Regions from separate parts of the Oryctolagus cuniculus genome. Here region 1 is linked to region 2. A link is a contact called in public Micro-C data. All regions are on one chromosome and are shown on one strand. The core of a region is the stretch at or near the end of the contact, and the rest is flanking DNA. Distances in the headings are between cores, read along the strand shown.

Region 1 (6,702 bases), core at 3,802-6,301, 510 kb before region 2:
AAAATCTTGACGTTTAGGAAAGGTGACCCTCGACAACTTCTCAGACAAGGCCAGACCTTGACTTTGTGCTTCTGCACCCAAGGGCTCTTGGCTTCCCAAGTCTGGAGCAGGGCGGAGAACCCGGCAATTCGTGCGGGCCTTTGAAGTCCAGAGGTCCCAGAGCCACGGCGTCTGGAACGGGCGCTCCAAGGCCCCGGACTTACCAGCCAGGGTTCCTTCCGGGTTCAAGGAGAGCTCCGGTGCTCCCAGACTTTCACCAACCGTGACACCTGCGGAGGCGCGCCTGGGCCGTTTCTCCCGGGCTTGAGCCACCTCTCCACGGAGGGACCGCCCCTCCGCAGCGCCTTGAGGTCGGCTCTGCAGTGGCCGCGGCCGAGCAGAGGGCGCGGGCTGGGGACTGCCGAAGGGCCTGCGTGTGACCTTGCCTAGCCAAGAGGTGCCCACGCGTCCTCAGCAAGCGCAGGGTACACAATGCCGCTCTGTTTGATTCCGCTACGTGTCACTCGGTCGCGCAATTTATTGCCATTAGACGGGGTGGCCGGGCACTCATTTCCTGGTGGCGCTCCAGCACAGCCTCCGAACACCGGGCGAGGGGCTCGCCAGACAGGCGGGGGGTTCCCGTAACGAGGCTTTAATGAGCGGACCGCGGCTGGCCTTTGTGGAGAAGCCCGAGGAGGCGGCGGTCCGGCCGGGCCCTCGGCCACCAGGTCACTTCCTCCCCCAAACCAGGACCCGAGTGCCCGTGAATCCGTTGAGGGTCAGCTGCGGCTGCCAGCCGGGTGCCCACTGTGCCTGCACACCCCCCTCACCCAACTCCCGAGCTGCTGCAGGAAACGCAGGATTTCCATGCAACAATGCAAACGCGCTCATTACCATCTCCTCAGTATGCAAGAAGAAAATGCGCAGCGCTGGCCGGGCTGCATCACCGGGCTCTGGCCTGGACATCCAATAAGGCGACATGTTCCTCTCCCAAGATGGATGAGGAGGGGGCGCCGGGGAGGCACGGATGCCGGTGAGGGGCCCGAAGAGAGGAGACGCCCGAGGAGGAGAACCTGCAAGCCAGACGGAGCGGGGCGGGGTGGGGGAGGCTGAGGATGAGAACGAGCGAGGGAAGAAAGGAAAGCGAGAGCGGGCCGCGAGAGGGGCAGTGTCCGAGCGAGAGGAGACGAGAGGGGGGCGCCGCCGAGCGAGCCAGGGGAACGTGTAAAACAGAACGAATGAGGGAAGGGGATGACCTAGAAATCCAAGAGGCAGAAAGTGCGAGCGACAGGGAAAAACAAAGGAAGTCGGGGGAGCGAAGTCAGGTGGGGAAAGACCGATCCTGCAGAGCTAAAGAAAAATAAAATCACTCGGGGCCAGAGCCAGGTTTCTCGATCCAGGCCATTACCCGGGGCGCTGCGCACCAGGGAGTCCCTCGGAGACCCAGGGCAGCGGGCTGAGTCCAGGCGGTGCGGAGGCGAGGCGCGAAGAGCCCGATGCCCGCCGGCCGGCCTCACGGGTCCGCTCCCGGGCGCCCTGGCCAGGCCCGGGGCCCGCCCCGCGCGTCGCAGCCCGTGGTCGCCGCGGCCATTCAGGCGGGCGGCCTCTCCCGCTCCGACAGCGAAGTTGGCAAAGTTTTCCCCTAAAGTTTCCCGGGGGCGTCTCCGCATCCAGGGCAGGCCTCCGAGGCCGGGGCGGCTCAGCAGGCAGCGGCAGCACGTTCCGGGGCGGCGCGGTAGGCCCCCGGCCCGCGCCTCCTGGGATGCTCGCAGTCCAGATTCCCGGCCGAACACGGAGCGCTCCCGGAGCCGACGCCAGGCCACGCACTCGGGAGCCTGCGCAGCTGCTGTCGGCGAAGTGAGAGAACGCGAAAGAGAGAGAGGGAGAGAGAAGGAGAGAGAGAAGGAAAAAAAATATTCTCAGCTCAATTTAAGTCTCATGGAAAGGGCTTACAACTGTAATTAAATCATTAAATTCTTGTCTACGCTTCACAGAGCGGAGAGAAATTAACTTCCCACCAACCTCATTTTCTATTTGAACATGAAATAATGATTTTCTGCCCGTCTAATTACAAAGCCAACATCTGATCAAGCCAGCATCCAGAGGGGATTATCGCATGCACGAGTATTAGACCTCATTACCAGCTTGAGTGCAAAATTATTACATCTTGTAATTGGATGGTGAGATTTATATACAGATCGGCCCGGTTTCTGTAAGATTGTAATTACAAGCTTCGTTGGTTAGCTACTTATCAGAACTTTGCAGGAAAACAAAACAAATGACTGAGGAAAACGAGCATTTCATTAACCTGTAACCCGAGCGCGGGGGGGAGGGAGCGGTGGGAGCGCGCGCCGTGGCGGATGCAGGAAGCGGAGGGATCGCCGGCCCGCGCCGCCGCGCGGGGAGTTGGGCCTGGAACGAAGGACGGAAGATGGGCCTCGGCTGGGAACCCCGAGCCACCGTGGCTCCCCCCACGCCGGGGACGCGCGCGCGCTTTGGGGCTGGGCAAGGAGGGGCCGGGAAGAGAGCCTGGTGGCTCGGAGCCCGTGTGCAGTGCGCGGCGCAGCCCCCGGAGCTTGGCGGGCACCGCAGGCCCTGGGCACGTCGGGCAGCGGATCCCAACGCGCGTCCGGCGCGCGGCGGGCACCCTGTCTGTTTCCCGCGCCCTGGGCCGCGCTCAAAGTGCATCAGCAGCGAGTATCCAAAGCGCTTTGTGCGCTGGGGAGGTTCGAAGAAGGCAGGATGACAAGAAGCTTTTGCGTTCGGCGCGTTCGTGCGCGCATGTCTTTCCCAAACCAACTTTCCGTGCACCTGCTTTTCCTCGCCTTGCCAATGTGTCACTCTGACCTAAACTCTTGGAAGAAAAAGCCCTGGAAAAGGCTCCGCTGCCCGCCAACCCACCCATTCTGTCCCGAGCCGGACTCCGCTGCACGGGTGGAGTCGGGGGACCCAACGCCACGTCGGGGCTCGGCTGCCTGGGAAGCTGAGTCCTGTAGTGGCCAACAGCGGGTCTCCAGGCCAGGGCTGTTCCCCGCTGGAAAGTAAGGTAGCCCTGAGGCCGCTTCTGCTAGGGGCCCGGCATGCCAGGAGGGATCTAATTAAGCGAGGCTCTTCGGTGAGCATTTGGGTCTGGAGGTTCACCCTCTGGGCAGTGCGCCCCCCGGCCGGCCTGACAGGGTTCTGAGAACGTCGCCGTCCCGGGCGCTCTCTGCGGCTGCCCGCAGTTCTACGCAGCGCCGGCTGATGCGGAAGGGGCATTCACAAGGCTCATAGTTCCTTCTGCAGCAGCCGAGTTAAACACGGGCACTCCGCCGGGCACAGCGCAGCCCCGGTGCCCCCTCCGTGCACTCTCGCTCTCCGCATTCCTATCCCCCACCCCCGCCAGTCCGGTGCCACCTCTTTGTGCCAACTCTAGGACTTGAGGGCTGTCAGGGCTCTAAGTCGACATCTAGGAAACATCCGGGAAATATTGTCCTCAATTTTGCAATCGCAAGATCTTTCGCGAGCAGGTGAGCCCAAGATTCCCTAGGATGCCCTTGGAAAGGTTTAACCGGAAACGAAATCAGGCGCCAGGGAGAGCGGCCCCTAATGTCTCCTCCCGCATGAAGCTTCAGCCAAGGCCAACTCTTGAGACCAGGCAGGGGCGCGCGGGGGCAACTAAGACTCAAAGCGGGAAGACCCCAAATTCCCTCACCGAACCTTAAATCTAGTGGTCCCCAAACCTTGCCTTGTCTTTCCTCCCAGTTTTCACAGCGTGCACACCCACCGGCGCCGCGGACGCTAGCCAAGCTAGACAGAGGCGGGAGGAGGGGGTGGGGCCAAAACTGGGTGTCCGTGCCTGAACCGAGAGTCTTTTCATTCCGGGCGAGCTACGGTGATGACCAGAGACAGCCTGGACCGGGACCCTTCGAGTCCTCCACTGCAGTAGAGTCTACCCTAGATCGATCAGTGCCGGGAGGCCGGCTTCCGCCTCCGAGCCGGGAGTGGTCACTGCACAGCGGAGCTGTTGCCAACCGACCGTCCGCGTAGCTCGTGGGTCCCGGCGCGGCCTAAAGCGCTTGGCCTGAAGCCGCTGCCGCTCCCGGCCGCACGCCCGGCTCCGTGACGGTGGGTCCATGGCTACCCACAGTTGAGCTTTGATTTTAGGGAATGTCCCACCATAAAACCACAAGTCCAGTCCCCGCCCTGTATCCCCGGCCATGGGAGGATTCTTGGCACAGGGACCTGGGAGCCAGGAATCAGGAACCGGGGAGCGAAACCAAGGATCTCCGCACACCGAAGGCGCCAATATAGAAACTTCTCGAAGTTCCCTTGGAAAGTTCAGGGGCCTCCCTAACCCGCCCCCAGCAAGGACCACTTTCTGGGCGCAGTTCCCCAAGATCCTTGGTGGGGAGGCCCACTCTTGGGGCCCACCCTTGGGCCCTGGGCCGAGCCTGCCATCTATGGTAAGCGACTCGGACCCGGACACTAGAGCGGCTGATGTGGTTAATTCCAGTGCTTGGTCCCCCGGGGTAGGGGACCGACCTGCGCACCTGAGCAACGCACCGGCCTCTACCGACGAGACTGGGCTGCACGCCCTCGCCCCCGCCCCGCCACCCCACCCACCCATCTCTGGCTCCCTTCCCACGCCGCCGAGAGTGGCTGCGCCTCCAAAGGTTCGATCTGAAAGGGGGGGTCCCGGCACCCCAAAGCCTGCCGTAGCCCAGGGTCTAGTCCCGACCCAGGCCGCGCGCGGTAGCGGGCGGGAGCGGTCCCGAGGGGCGGGAGGCAGGGAGGGGCGAACTGACCCCGCACTAACCCGCGTCGCCGCGCCTCCCAGCTCCCCCTCCCGGCGCAGGCAGCAGGGGGCGGGAAGGGATTGGGAGCGCCGGGGCTCCCGCCCCCCGGCCCGCCCCGCCCCGCGCGCGCGGCTCCGCGGGGGTGGGCGGCTTTGCCTGCCAGGCGCCCTGGCGATTGGCGACTCAGGGTGGAGACTCCAGGAAAAGTCGAATAAGAGGGCGCAACGTCAGACCTGAGATTTGGGGAAGGGCGAGGGAGGGGGTGGGAGGGCGGAGACGGACTCACAGACGCGGACGCGGACACACACCCCCCCCGCACAGCACCCCGAGTGTCCGCAACTTGAGGCCGCCGTAGCCCGGCGCGCAGGGGCTGGGAAGGCTGGGGGGTGGGGGTCGGAGGGGGGCCGGAGTGGGCACCTTGTGTGAGTAAGAAGGAAGGTTAGAAAGATGGGAGCGAAGAAAAAGTGAGGGGGGCAGCGAGGCGAGCAGAAGCCATCGTGGGACGGGGAGAGAGGCGAGGAGGAAAGGAGAGTTGGCCAGGCGTCCGGGAGAGCGAAAGGGCCCGAAGGAGCGGAAGCGATCCCGGGGGGTGGGGGGAGAGGAGCGCGGGGAGGGGAGAGGAAGGGCGCGGAGGGGGAGTGAAGGCGAGAGGAGGGCGAGGGAAGCGAGGCGCGGCGCCGCTCGGGGAGAGGAGGGCAGTGCGGAGCCAGGCGCGGGCAGAGGCGGCTCAGGCTGCGGAGAGGAGGGAGCGCGGCGCAGAGAGGAGGGGCTTGCGGCCCCGTAGAAATGTCGATCAGAGCCCGGAGCCCCGGGAATCTCCGCCAATCTGTTCGGACCTGACCTGGCTCCTCGCCGCCGCCGCCGCCGCCGCCGCCGAGCAGATCAATAGGCGAACGCGGAGCGCAGCGCAGCGCGGGAGGCAGCGCGGCCCCAGCGCGGCCCCAGCCCGGCCCAGCCCCCGATGCGCGCCGGAGCCCGCGGGCGGCGCTGAGCAGGGCGGCCCCGGGGGCCGGGCCCCCTCTCCGTCGGTGCCCCGCGGGCCACCATGTCCTTCCCCCAGCTCGGATACCAGTACATCCGCCCGCTCTACCCGCCCGAGCGCCCGGGAGCCGCCGCCGGCGGTGGCGGCGGCGGCGGCGGCGGTGGTGGTGGCGGCGGCGCGGGGGCCCGGGGTGGCCCGGGCGCCGGAGCCTCGGAGCTGGCTGCCTCCGGCTCCCTCTCCAATGTGCTCTCGTCCGTGTATGGGGCGCCCTACGCCGCGGCCGCCGCGGCGGCCGCCGCCGCCCAAGGCTACGGCGCCTTCCTGCCCTACGCCACAGAGCTGCCCATCTTCCCGCAGCTGGTAAGAGCCCGAGGCACCGGGGAAGGCGGGTGGGAGCCGGGATGCCGCGGGAGCTGAGCGCGCGGGAGTGTAATGGCCCGGGCCGGGCCGGGCCGGGAGGGTGGAGGCGGCGCCGGCCGGGCTCACCGCGCTCCCTCCGCGCGTGTCCCTTTGCTTCTCCATGTGCGTACAGGGCGCGCAGTATGAGCTGAAGGACAGTCCCGGGGTGCAGCATCCGGCCGCGGCCGCCGCGTTTCCGCACCCGCACCCCGCCTTCTACCCGTACGGCCAGTACCAGTTCGGGGACCCGTCCCGTCCCAAGAACGCCACGCGGGAGAGCACCAGCACGCTCAAGGCCTGGCTCAACGAGCACCGCAAGAACCCCTACCCCACCAAGGGCGAGAAGATCATGCTGGCCATCATCACCAAGATGACCCTCACCCAGGTGTCCACCTGGTTCGCCAACGCGCGCCGGCGCCTCAAGAAGGAGAACAAGATGACGTGGGCTCCCCGCAGTCGCACGGACGACGAGGGCAACGCGTACGGGAGCGAGCGCGAGGAGGAGGACGAGGAGGAGGACGAGGAAGACGGCAAGCGCGAGCTGGAGCTGGAGGAGGAGGAGCT
Region 2 (6,636 bases), core at 3,289-5,788:
AGAGAAAAGAAGAACCAAGAGCTACTGCAACTTAAATAACCCTTGACAAGATCCATCATTAAAAATGGCTTTTCAAACTATGTCTCCCAAACACTCATTCAGAAGTGTCTCACGCTGAGGGGAGGGAACTCAGGAAAAGAAAGCCACAGTCCAAGAGGCCAAGAATGACTCAGAAATAGTGATAATCAGGAAAGACAGAGCAGTGCTCCTCTCTGACATCAGCATCTACCAGACCAAGCACCTGGGCTATTAAATGCTCTGTAATTGGGGCCAGCATTGTGACATAGCTTCCGATGCTGGCATCCTACATGGGTGCTGATTTGAGATCCAGCTGTTCTGCTTCTGATCCAGCTCCTTGCTAATGTGCCTGTAAAAGCTGTTGAAGATGGCCAAGTGTTTGGGCCCCTGCACCAATGTGGGAGACCTGGAAGAAGCTCTTGGCTCCTGGCTTTGGCATGGCCCAGCCCCTACCAATCTGACCATTTGAGAAGTGAACCACCAGATAGAAGAGATCAATCGATCTCTCTCCCTCTCTCTCTCTCTCTCTTTTTCTGTCTCTCCTCTCTAACTCTGCTTTCCAAATAAATAAAAAGGAAATCTTTTTTTAAAAAATGCTCTGCAATTCATTTTGTGGATATCACAGAGGCTAATAATTTATTTAAAAAGGGGGAAAAATAGAACAACAAAAAATGGCAAAAAGACCTTTGGGGCAGATATCCAAGAAGAGAAAGTATTTAGTTACCTTCCTCACACACCTTTTCAAAGCCATCAAAATGTGTTTGCATATACTAAAATCAACAAGACTGTCTTAAGTCCTTTGTAAGCCACCCTGCTACTTTTGAAGGCCCTACTCTCAACATCAAAATAAGCATATTAAATTGTATTCACATTGCACATTAAAAAGCTTCCCTGCAATAAAAAAATGGTTTTCAGTGGGTTTTAATAATTTTATGTTTGAATTTATTTGGCCTTGAGAAACTCATCTATGATTGACTATGACATCTCAGCAAACACCGGGTGTGCTTGGGAATTCTTGGAAATTAGAAAATCTAACTTATAAATTATTTTCAAATGTAATAACATTTTTTGCATATAAAATCTAGCGACTCAGAAAACAGATATAAGGCTTCATTTTATAAACATTTAATCAAACATTTATTCATTTCAATTCTACATACATTTTTATGGACCCCGGAAAAATTCTGTGGCTGAGACTAGAAGCTGCAGCTTCCCTCCTCTTCCTGCGAGTTCTGGCCAATGGAATGTGCACACAGTGCTGAGTGCCACTTCCAGATCTGGCCCATAAAGAACTCCTGGACACACTTCTGCATGCTCTTCTCCCCTTCCCGCTGGCTGCAATGGAGATAACCTAACGTGACCTTCTAGGCCATGGGTTGGAGATGGCAGAGCCTCCTTCTGCTTACATCCTTAAATAAGTGCATGGAGGAAAATGTCCCACCACTCTATTTACCAGATCGTTACTGTTACATAAGAAACCAATATTTATTGTGTTAACAACATTACACAGTGCTTTGATAAGATTTTTGTCACAGCAGTAACCTACCCTAATATAAACCCTTAGAGGTAGACAAAATACCTATAATGTCTCTTAGGGAAATAGCCATGATTAATAGTTTATTAGCCTTCTTTTTTTATTTTTGCAACTGCTAATTATTAATAAAAATAATAGTTAATAGTTATACTACAGTTGCTGAGTCATGAGTCCTGTTCTAAATACTCCAACAATTGATCACCATCAATCAACCTCTAGTGGTGGTTACTATAATTATTCCCACTTGACAGATAATGAAACTGAGGTACATAGAAATTAAACAACCTGTTCAAGTTCACCCAACCAGTAAGTGGCAGATCCAGCAGTCAAGCCCAAGAAGCGTGGCTCTGGCACCCATGCTTTTAATCATCATGCTATAAATGTCTTGAAAAGAGGTGAAATCTTGAATTCCAAAGTGGCTTTCCTTTTTTTCTCTCTCATAAGAAAGCAAGATTAATAGATATAAAAGAATATTCAATAACATTTCCTCAAGTCCGTCACACACATGTTCATTATTAACCTTAGAGAGAACTTGAGATAACTCAGGACAGTTCTGATTTGCTCCTATTTCTAACTTCAAAAAGGTATCCACTGCATATGTGGGTAGTAGATGGGTCCAAAAGTCAATGGAATTATATACTCACTTTCACGAAAATGCAAATGTCTCTGAAAGCAGCTAATAAGTAAATCTGTACTTTTCCAAAGAAGCAAGGATTAACTTCATTGTGGGTTAAATTAGCTGAACATCAGAAAAGGACATCCAAAATAAACAGTCATGTACTGGTGGTAGCCAGGGGTGATGCGACCAAACGCACACTTGCGAAGGAATTCCAAGTGTGGTTGAGAAGGAATGCCGAGTGTGGTCGTGAACATTTTCCTGATTCAAAGTAAACAAAGAAACAAGGCAAGTTTTGACATGGACAAGACATTTGAGATCATAAAAAAGCAGCAGCCTCACCAGAGGGCCACAGAGTCTAGATTAAATGCATATTTCAAATGACTCATAAACCACCCCCAAAATGACTCCATGCTCCTGAGCCAAGCAGAGGCCATTTCTCCACTTACAGGGTGTCCATCCAGCCCACCTAAGTCCTGCTACACAGAGCTGTCCATCAACAGAAATTGCACGAAGCAGGGGATGCCTTTGGCATTATCTTCTCCTCAAATAAGAAACAATTATTTCACCTCCCAACTCAGCCAGAGCTACAACACTCCTCCCCAGCATAGTCTCCCTAAAGGCAGAATTGACCAGCAGTCAGGATTCTGAGTCAGGTGGCACGCACCTCTTCTGTGCCGGGCACTGTACTAGGAATGTTAACATTTACTCTCTCTTTTAACTGCAAAGAATTTAAGACCTGAGTTCTTTCTGGCAGCTAACAAAGACAGGCAGATGTGGAAACGGTCAAAATTCATATGGTTCCTTTTGAGAGTAACCATGTGAAGGATCAAAGGATGTCAGGTACCAAGACCATTTTAGAAAAGACATAAAATAAGCTATGATATTGTAAGTGTGGAAGGAAATCCCAAATGTTGGAGACATCAATCAGTCACTAAGCGTCTACCTAAATATTACACTTTGTGCCCAGGCCTGTGTTGGGAATTGTGGATGACATCAAAGGGGTCTGTACTAACATCACATTAGAGTAGCTACTAATAGCTAATAACATCAATTGGGCATTTACTGTGTGGCAGGCACTTCACTAAGTGCCTGAGGCTATATTAACTCATTTAATCCTCATTTCAACGCTGTGACGAATCCAGCCAGAGCCATCAGACATAGGAGAAAAATACATGAATCTTACTACACAGAAAGTCAAAACATTTTACATGAAATTTTTTAGATGATTTCTGGGAACTCCTTCTATACTTAGGGCAGGGAACAATTTTATCCCACATTATTAACTTGCTCAAGATATCCTCAGAACATGATCTTAGCTTGACTCAAATGTTGCATGCATCATATTACAATAACCACAAGAAATTACTCTGCCTGATGTAACACTAAAATGGAGGAGTCCCATGAGCTTAATAATGGCATGGTTAAAAGAGGCACCTTCCCCCATTTATTTAAAAAAAAAAATCCATAAAATAAGCCTTGCTCCAAGGTAGCACTGAATGAGAGAGAGAGAGAGAGAGAGAGAGAGAGAGAGAGAAAGTCAGCTTATAGCATCTTAATAGGAAGTTCAATAGCACAAGATTCAACCTGAAACCTACTGATCCTGATAAGGAAATAATTTTAAAGTGTCAAAATTAGTCTTTACATTCATAAAGGACGGAAGACTTCTGAGGTCAGATTAAGGTAATAGGCTGGATTGAGCCATCCATCAGGTAAAATAAATGCTCTGGACAGGGCCGAGACTAAACAGGGCCAAGAATTCCTAAGAAAAACACCACTGATGGTCGTGGAGGTCAGCGCAGAGGCCTGGCCCAGTGGGGAGATGCCCTGTGGCTGTAGTCTAGAAGGCTACCCCACAAATTCTCATCAGACGCTTAATCAATACCATGCCTTAGGACCTGAACTGCTATGATACAATCAATATTGCCTTTATTTTAAGTAACAGGAGGAACAATGAGATTATCTTGTTCCTTACAAGTCTGTCATGGAAAATCTGGCTCATGGTGTGTGTCATCTCCTGCTTTTGCCTGGAAGGGATGCATGTGTTGGGCTTGGAGACAAAATGGGAGCAAAACCCAGGGCAGGAAAGGCGAAGGTTGATACTGCAGTTCAGGAAAGCTGAGGCCTCAAAGTTCACCACAGCCTAAGGAACAACAAGGATTCACGAAGACAGCAGTCCCAGGGCTGACCTGCTGCCGGCCACTGACTGCCAAATTCCTTATCTCAGGTCCTGATCTTCACATTCCCTTTCCCATCAGCCTCCTTGGCAGGCCCTGGGATACAAACAGACTGGCCAAAGGACAACACCTTATTTCACCCCAGACCTCCTCAGTCCTCAGTCTTCTAATCTCCGTAAATGTTCATAACCTCACCACTCAAGCTAAGAACCTTGTCACCCTCGGTTCTTGGGTTCTTTCAAACCTCTCTATCCAGCCTACAAGTAACGCCTGCCAGCTCTGCCTCCAAACATGTTCTAAATCCTTCCACCACCTGAGCCAACCCATCAGCACATCTCTCTCCCTTTTTCTCTGTAATCTATCCTGGCCCTCTGATATTCTCCTCACAGCAGTCTGAGTAATCACTGTAAATGGAAATCAGATCAGGTCATTGCACACATACCTTCCTTACCTTAAAACCCTCCACTGGGGGTGAGCATTTGGCTTAGTGGTTAAGATGCCAGCATCCCACACAGGAGGACCTGGGTTCAATTCCCAGCTCTGCTCCTGACGCCGGTTTCCTGCTATGGCAGACACTCACTGATGATGGCTCAAGTGATTGGGACTCTGCCACCCATGTGGGAGACCTGGATGAGTCCCTGGCTCCCAGGTGTAGCCTGTCCCAACTGGAGTTGCTGCAGGCACTTGGGAAATGAGCCTGTCAATGGACCATGTCTCTTTCTTTGTCTCTTCCTCTCAAATGTAAATACATACCTACATGCATACTCCCAATGAGCTTAGGTAACATCAGACCTGGAGTAAAACTTAAATCTTTACCTCTGCCTAAAGGCTCTAGTGTGATCTGGCTTCATTTTTCTCCCTTTGTCTCTCTCCCTAAGTTCTGGCCTCTGACCACCAATACGCCTCCTACATGCAAAGCTTAGCAGCACCTTGGAGCTTTGTCTCTGTGGCAGGAATGAATGTCTTTGTCATCCTTAAGACTTCACATCTACTAAAGTAGTCAGTCCCCTCCAGTCATTACCATACTGCACTATACCACTATGAGACCTGGTGTTATTTACTACCTTAAATATGGTTTGCTTCTTCACTAGCTTGCTGCTGCTAACAGAATGTTAACTTCGATAAGGCAAGGGACTTGGGTCTGTCCTCACTGAATCCTCAGAATATAAGCCTCATTTAAAAATCTACAAGATGAAGACATGGGTAGCACCTCGAAATCTGGTATGGATACCAACCACACTAAAAATATGAGCAATGGAGTCTCCCTTTACCTGTTATGGTCAGAGACAGAATCTGAGGTAAGCCCTTGATTTGCCCTGTATCAGACCAAACATTTCTAACATTTTGCACTTGAAAAGAGTCAGCCGTTCAGGAAGAGGACAGGGAGAAATAAATTCTCAACTTTGCATATGCTCTCAATTCCAATTCTGAAAAGCAAATGGCAGTAGAAATTCAGGTGATATCTCAAATTGCCAGTATCAAATCTGCCTCTATGAGTCAGTAAACTCAGTCCACGTGTCTGTCCACCTACTCTCTCTCTGCATTTCACACACACACACACACACACACACACACCCCACTTCTCACTTTCTCACTTGGTTGTCCACAGGCCTTGAGTGCCCTTCTTCTGGTTCACTGACTCATTCCCGCCATCAATCAAGAGCTTCTAAAAGTCTCACCTCCTGAAAAAAGTCTTTTTGGTTTAACTGAAGAGGAAGGGAAAGGAGCTAATACTTACTGAGTGCCTTCCACACGCTGGGTACTGTACTGAATGCTTAGAACACAGAGAAGTAAATTATCACTATTCCCACTTTCGGAGATAAGAAAATTGACTCTTAGGTCCATGACTTGCGAGAAGTCAAATAAGTGGCAGATACAGGATTTAAATCCACATCACTCAAACTTTAAAATCCCAGTTCTTTCAGGGCATCCTTTTGGCAACAAAAATAATAAATGCACAAAAACAATATTGCTTTTGCTGTTTCATTTTGACAAATCCTTTCGCAAGTAGCTGTGTATCACAATTCACTGATCCTAGGGCCTCAGACTACCAACTTCTTTGTGTGCAATGGGTTCTTGCATTACAAAGAGGAAAGCTCTTTCAAAGAGCCCTTACTTAAGATCTATGAACAAAATCATACAAGAGCAACAGAGAATCTCACCAAAGTTTCCCTTCCGATGTTACTCATACTCCCTTGACTTTAAAAGCAACGGAAACTTGCCCACTGAGGTCAATGTGATCCTGGAGACAAACAGCCTAGCTCAGCACAATGCCTAGCAAACATCCAGGG

What was found. A called contact is a pair of places that touch in the nucleus more often than the background predicts.
Region 1: a contact with region 2 is called in a Micro-C map of ear pinna, with 8 times the contacts expected there. The contact joins the promoter of IRX3 here to the enhancer-like site in region 2. A contact is called at or near these places in 2 of 6 Hi-C or Micro-C datasets (ear pinna and skin fibroblasts).

The regions. Positions count from the first base shown.
Region 1 is chr18:37,703,187-37,709,888 of mOryCun1.1, reverse strand. IRX3 (iroquois homeobox 3) reads left to right here and starts at 5,051. Exons shown (of 4, transcript XR_007919875.2): 1 at 5,051-6,099; 2 at 6,272-6,702. It overlaps LOC108176755, which reads right to left and starts at 2,639. Exons shown (of 3, transcript XM_070063544.1): 1 at 2,288-2,639; 2 at 1,388-1,825; 3 at 1-1,052. The coding sequence starts at 1,649. The coding sequence ends at 709.
Region 2 is chr18:37,197,228-37,203,863 of mOryCun1.1, reverse strand. All of the region lies in intron 1 of FTO (FTO alpha-ketoglutarate dependent dioxygenase), which reads right to left. Among named protein-coding and RNA genes, the nearest start is that of FTO, 72 kb to the right of the region's middle. Within about 2 kb of position 4,538, at least 1 of the 8 cell types and tissues checked has an H3K27ac peak or open chromatin away from gene starts, as enhancers often do. A contact at or near this core is called in ear pinna, where this site is marked.